2 separate regions of the Nomascus leucogenys genome follow, and region 1 is linked to region 2. The links are chromatin contacts, called in public Hi-C maps. All regions are on one chromosome and are shown on one strand. Each heading gives the region's core, a stretch centred on a gene start, on an enhancer-like site or on the middle of the called end of the contact. The rest is flanking DNA. Distances are from core to core; before and after follow the strand shown. Region 1 holds the start of GAR1 (H/ACA ribonucleoprotein complex subunit 1). Region 2 holds the start of SEC24B (protein transport protein Sec24B).

Region 1 (3,082 bases), core at 144-2,643, 390 kb after region 2:
TAAGAGTAAAGACAGAAATCATCTCATTTCAGTTGAAAATGAAATCTGTGTGTGACAATCTCAAGTTCAATTCAGAATTGAGCAAATACACAGCAAAAGACAAGCAAAGGTTTCACACTAAATAGGTAATTTTCATTTTTTGTTTCAAAAATAATATATAGGCCCATAAAAAGACCAACATTCGTTAACATCAAATTGCAGCATTTACTAAACTAAAAGAAAAGGAAGAAGTAAAGTTTCCTCTCTCACTTATTTTGTTTTTTGTTTGTTTTGAGACCAAGTCTTGCTCTGTCGTCCAGGCTGGAGTGCGGTGGCGTGATCTCGACTCACTGCAACCTCCGACTCCCGGGTTCAAGCGATTCTCCTGCCTCAGCCTCCCGAGTAGCTGCGATTACAGGCGTGCGCCACCATGCCCGGCTAATTTTTGTATTTTTAGTAGAGAAGGGGTTTCACCGTATTGGCCAGGCTGGTCCTGAACTCCTGACCTCAAGTGATCCATCCGCCTTGGCCTCCCAAAGTGCTGGGATTACAGGCGTGAGCCACCGCGCCCCGCCTACAAAGGTATTTTAAAATCCCATTTACAATAACCCTCTCAATTAGATAGGTACCAAGTTCCCCCCTCTTCTAAACACGATGTCAAATATCAAGGTAAGGTCTCAGAGGGTTTGGGTGTAAAAGACTCCAACCAAATTTAATAAATGGGAAATCATTACCTTTATTTGTGAGAGAAGCTTTGGAGAATGTGGGGGAAGCTGATGTCAAATATAAAGGGCTTAAGGAGAGAAGAGGAAGAGGAGCTTCCAGCACAGTCCGCTTCACAGCCCGTCGGTGCTCAAAACATACTTGAATACCTGGTACAAAAGATAAAAATGATGGCTTGGTTTTCTATAAGGCAGCATAGTTTCTTTAAAATTACACACACACATGCATTGCTTTTCTTCCTTTAATTAGTTGAGACCATAGGACAAAAAAAGAGGCATATTTGAGCGCGCAATGGTGCGAAAATCAAAAGGTCGGGAAGAAACAAGAAACTCAGATAAACGCTTCCGTCGGCTGTGACAGGTTCTGAGACGCCCAGATCTACTGGACCTAGCGCGGCTCAGAGGCCTCAGAGACCTGTCCGCACAGTTGCTGAAGTTAGCAACAAACTCGTGAGCGCTGTTGCGGATCATTTCGCAGCCTGAGAAGCAAATGCGCAAATGCGCCCAGCCAGTCAGCACGGACTTCAAGAACCAACCTCATTCCTTGCAAGGTGCTTTAGTTCTGGCAGTCATGGCGGCAACCAAACAGAAACCTGCCCCGCCTCTGGGAGAGAAGGCGGATCCCTAACTCCAGCTATCTCCAAGAGCAACATTGCCGCAGCACTTCCGGGACGTAGTGCTGCAAAGGACGCCGCTGTTATACGTCACTTCCACGTCTCAGCGTTAGGCAAGTTGACCTCACTGTTATAAATTAGTGGTTAAGGTTAGCTATTATTGCCACTTTTCCAGCGCTAAAGGCTGTTTTGGAACCAGTGTTGCTTGTTCCGCGGGCGACTGGCTTTTTTTTTGCAAACCAGTTATTCAAGTTTCTGGTCTTTAAAAAACTCTGTGGCGTTACGGTAGCCGAGGAGGTTCCAGCGCGGCGGAAGTACCCCGAGGGTGGGTGTGTGCGCAAGGCCAGGGCCAGAGGGGCACGTGGCGCCGGTGAGTGGCCGTAGAAGCCGGAGGGTTTGAAAATGCTGGATGTGGAACCCAGCTGCCGGAGGGAGCGGGGGAGGAAGGAAGGGGGTGCGGTGCGAAGACCTTGCTGTCTGTAGGGGGAGGAGATACTAATCCTGGGGCTGCAAGGCTGGTGTGTGGTCGGTCGGCGCTCACGAGACCATGGAGAAGTAAACTCTTCACCCATCAGGTTGGTGGTCCTCACTGGCTGTCTGACCGTGGGTGAGGTGACAGGGCTGCTTTTGTCCCCTTTATGGTGTTCTCACCGCGGCTCCGAAGGGTTGGAGTGTACTCAGAGACTACAGTGATCCGAAGACACTGGTCGTTTTTTTTCATCAGGGAGGAGAGAGAATGTCTTTTCGAGGCGGAGGTCGTGGAGGCTTTAATCGAGGTGCTGGAGGTGGCGGCTTCAACCGAGGCGGCAGCAGCAACCACTTCCGAGGTGGAGGCGGCGGTGGAGGCGGCGGCAATTTCAGAGGCGGCGCCAGGGGAGGCTTTGGACGAGGGGGTGGCCGCGGAGGCTTTAACAAAGGCCAAGACCAAGGACCTCCAGAACGTGTAGTCTGTATGCAGTCTTCAATATTTAGCCTACTTGAAGGAGTAGTGGTGGGTTGGGGGTTTGTGTTGTTAGTCAGCAAGTTTGGGATACACAAGCCTGTGGAGAATGTAGCATTTAAGGGTGGGGTGGGGAGATCAAGAAAGCTGAGGGATACTTAGAATGCATCATGGAGGTGGAACTTGAGGGTTGACAGGAAGGTATTAAATAGGTAATCGTGAGTACTTATCCCTAATTCCCCGATTTTACAGATGAGAAAACTATGATTTAGAGTTAAGTTTTTTTTGCTAGGGTCATAAGGTTAGTGATAAGTGATCAATTAGTGATACAGCTGAAATACAAGCTGGGTGCGGTGGCTCACGCCTGTAATCCCAACACTTTGGGAAGCTGAGACGGGAGGATCTTTTGAAGCCGGGAGTTAGAGACCAGCCTGGACAATAAAGCAAGAGACCCTGTCTGTACAGAAAAGAAAGAAATACAAGGCCAAGTATTCTGACTCCAAAGCCCATACTTTCTATTACTACTCAAAAGTAGATAAGTGAGAAAACAATTTGCCTGAGAGGGAAACTGCCAGAGAGGAAGTCGAGAAAAGGACCCATTTAGGGTAGTTTTAGAGTAATTAACAATGAGATGGGAATGGAAGTCACAGAAAGTGAAACTTTCTACATTAAAGAGGAGAGAGGGTGAAGAGTGTCTAATTAAGAATGGGTTGGATGAGTATGCAGGATGGTTTGAAAGGAGCAGTTTCTAGAATAAAAGGTCCCAGCCCACAAGCTGTTGTGCCAGTCCATACATGAGACCTTGAGAGCCTGAATCAGGATGGTGA
Region 2 (2,719 bases), core at 112-2,611:
TTAATCCAAATTCAAAGGACTCCTGGGAGATGCTGGAATCTATAATTGTGTAATCTCTTTGATGAAGCACAGAGTGTGATCTTTTGCTCATGTGGGGCTAGGTTTCTGTGGAGAAGCTGGAAACGCTGTGGAAAAGGGCTTGCCCCTTTTGTGTATATGGACTCTAACGTAGTTGAAATTCCTAGAAGTCAAAGGTATAAATCTAACTACTAAAATCCTATTTGTGGTTCATTTAGTGCATTAAAATGCCAGTTATTAATTTATGGCAACAACTAAAGGGAAGCTTTGTATTATTCTAAGACTACAATGCAATTTATGCTTTGCATAATCATTCAGCAAATGACTTATTGCTCCAGAAATACCATCTTCCTAGATCCCATTCTGAATTCAGTGTTTCTGAGCAATCTCATCTCCAATACAGAATGATGACATACTCAGGATTCCAAGATGGCAAAATGACTTGGGTAATGTAGTCTAGGGCCTGCCAGTGAGTGTGCTGAGACAGACCAGAAAGACTTAGATTCCACTAATGTAGACAAAGCAAGCTGAGTCACAACTTCTCCGAACACCAACAGGATGCACCAACACTTCACAAAAAAAAAAAAAAAAAAAAGATAAAGTTTGTCTTCCAGCACTCCCTTACCCTATGTTCCCCTTCCTCTTCTCTACTTTATCAGTGGGAAAAGTTCTCAATAATGCAATTCTTACTGAGATTCTTGTGTTTATCAGAGAAATGTTTCCTCTTTCTTTGCCAAGGAATTATATACTCCCAAAAGACATGGAGCTTGAATGCTATATTTCCTTTGGAATTAAGAAAGGGAGGTGGGGGAATCAAAAATTAAAAACCAAACCCAAGCCATTGTTCCTATTCGAGGAAGGGTGGGTGGTCGGTCGTTGCCTGAGCTCCGTACATCAACCCGCGGCTCTCAAGTTCCCCTCCCAGTAATGCTGGGCCCAGCCTCGCCGCGGCCGATCGAGCCTCTGCCCAAGGTGGGAGCGGGCCACCCGGTCCCTTCACCCACTGAGGCCCAGGCCTCTCGCCTCAACACGAAGGCAGCCTGGCCGGGCCGGAGCAGCAGTCGCCGGGCCGGCACTGGGGCCGCGGAACCCCGGGCCAGCCTCAGGCCTGGGCCAGCTCGGCTCCGGCCTGCAGGGGGCGCTGCGGCGGCACCGGCGTGAGGCCCGCGCGTGCGGGAAGCGACCCCAGGTGTAAGTCCCGCGGCGTGGGGCGCGTGGGGCAAGGCGGAGCGACCCACGATCCCCGCGCCCGCAGCAGCCGCCGAGCGGCAGCGCTGGGCTCGCGGAGGAGCTTGGGCACCTGGGCCGCGGTCCCGGGTGACACCCTTAGTGACGCCAGGCGCGTTCCTTCCTCTTCCTCTCTCCTCTCCGGCCCCGCCTTCCCTTCCCTCCGCCCACCTCCCCGAAGCGGAGCCGCCGTCGCCACCAGCGCCGTCATGTCGGCCCCCGCCGGGTCCCCTCACCCGGCCGCCAGCGCCCGGATCCCGCCCAAGTTCGGCGGAGCGGCCGCCTCAGGAGCCGCAGCGCCCGCGGGCCCGGGCCCCGCGCCGCACCAGCAGAACGGTGAGGCGGACGGCCCGGGCGGAGCGCGGGGCCTAGCACCGGCTCGGCGGCCTGCGCGGCCACATCGGGGCGGGGCGGGCCGGGAAGGGCGTTCGGGGCCAGGCCTAGCCCGAGGGAGGGGAGCGGGCGCGGTGCGGAGGCCGCGGGGTCCGGGCTGGGCGCGGGGAGCGGGCAGGGAAGGCGCGGCGCGGGGCGCGCGGGGGTGGGACGCCCCTGGCGTTGGGTGGCGGGGGGGGGGGGGGGCCTGGGAAAGCTGGGGCCGGGGCTGTTTATGTAATGCGACCCCAGGCCCGAAACCGCCGGGGGCGAGTAGGAGCGACTGAAAAGCTGGGAGCCCACGTAGTAAAACCCAGTTACCCAGCCTGGACGCGGGCGAGTTGCCCCGAGCGACCCCTTGGCTGCGAGAGCTGGCCGGAAGCCGAGGCCGCTGAGTGCGTGGTCTGGGGAAGGCTGGTGCAGCCACCCAGCAGGGTGGATTGTGCCCTTCCTGTCTCAGGAAAATTGCTTCGGTTCCTGAGGCCCAGCGAACACGCTGCCTTGAGGAAACTTAAGTTTGCACTCAAGTTTGTAGACAAAAGGGTGTAAATATGCTATGTAAGTGTAACTAACCCTGACCCAGTTCGGCCTCAAGATCTGTCATTGCCGGTGCGGCTGCTGGTCCAGCTTTTGGAGTTTGCTTGTAGTGTTTGAAAGGGAGCAGGTGCAAACGGATTTAAACGAACATCTTTAGATCTGGGTGTTTTTCCTAGCTCCACTTTCAGAGATGGAAAAACGTGCCAGAGTTGGCCCTGCTTTGCGGCAGGGCCTTCATACAGGCAGCAGCCAAATGCAACACGAAAGCCGCTTTCATATTAAGGTCGTGGGCTTTTAGTAGGCTGCAAAATGATCGTCTGTAGGATATGCATTCCCTAATGCTGAGATTTGGAATGTTCGCGGATAGGGGCCAAGAGTGGGGGAATTCTCCTTATAGACTTGATATTATGTCAGGTGAGAACCTTGGAAAGTAATTGACTGAATTTAGAAAAATACCTCTGTCTGGTACGAGAACCAAACTACGTTAGTACTCTCCAGATGATTGACCTGTTTTATCTAATTTCCTAATGAAAATCTGCTGGACTTTATGAATTAGGTTAACCAA

Evidence for each region. Hi-C and Micro-C count contacts between places; a contact is called where the count stands out from the background.
Region 1: a contact with region 2 is called in a Hi-C map of a lymphoblastoid cell line, with 4 times the contacts expected there. The contact joins the promoter of GAR1 here to the promoter of SEC24B in region 2. A contact is called at or near these places in 2 of 4 Hi-C or Micro-C datasets (a lymphoblastoid cell line and an unstated tissue).

Annotation. Positions count from the first base shown.
Region 1 is chr18:58,750,589-58,753,670 of Asia_NLE_v1, forward strand. GAR1 (H/ACA ribonucleoprotein complex subunit 1) reads left to right here and starts at 1,394. Exons shown (of 7, transcript XM_003269356.3): 1 at 1,394-1,685; 2 at 2,040-2,265. The coding sequence starts at 2,052. It overlaps LOC115831177 (a long non-coding RNA gene), which reads right to left and starts at 1,353. Exons shown (of 2, transcript XR_004026683.1): 1 at 1,238-1,353; 2 at 696-851.
Region 2 is chr18:58,358,655-58,361,373 of Asia_NLE_v1, forward strand. SEC24B (protein transport protein Sec24B) reads left to right here and starts at 1,362. Exons shown (of 23, transcript XM_030798127.1): 1 at 1,362-1,581. The coding sequence starts at 1,455. LOC101176846 (a long non-coding RNA gene) reads right to left here and starts at 1,402. Exons shown (of 3, transcript XR_004026697.1): 1 at 1,319-1,402.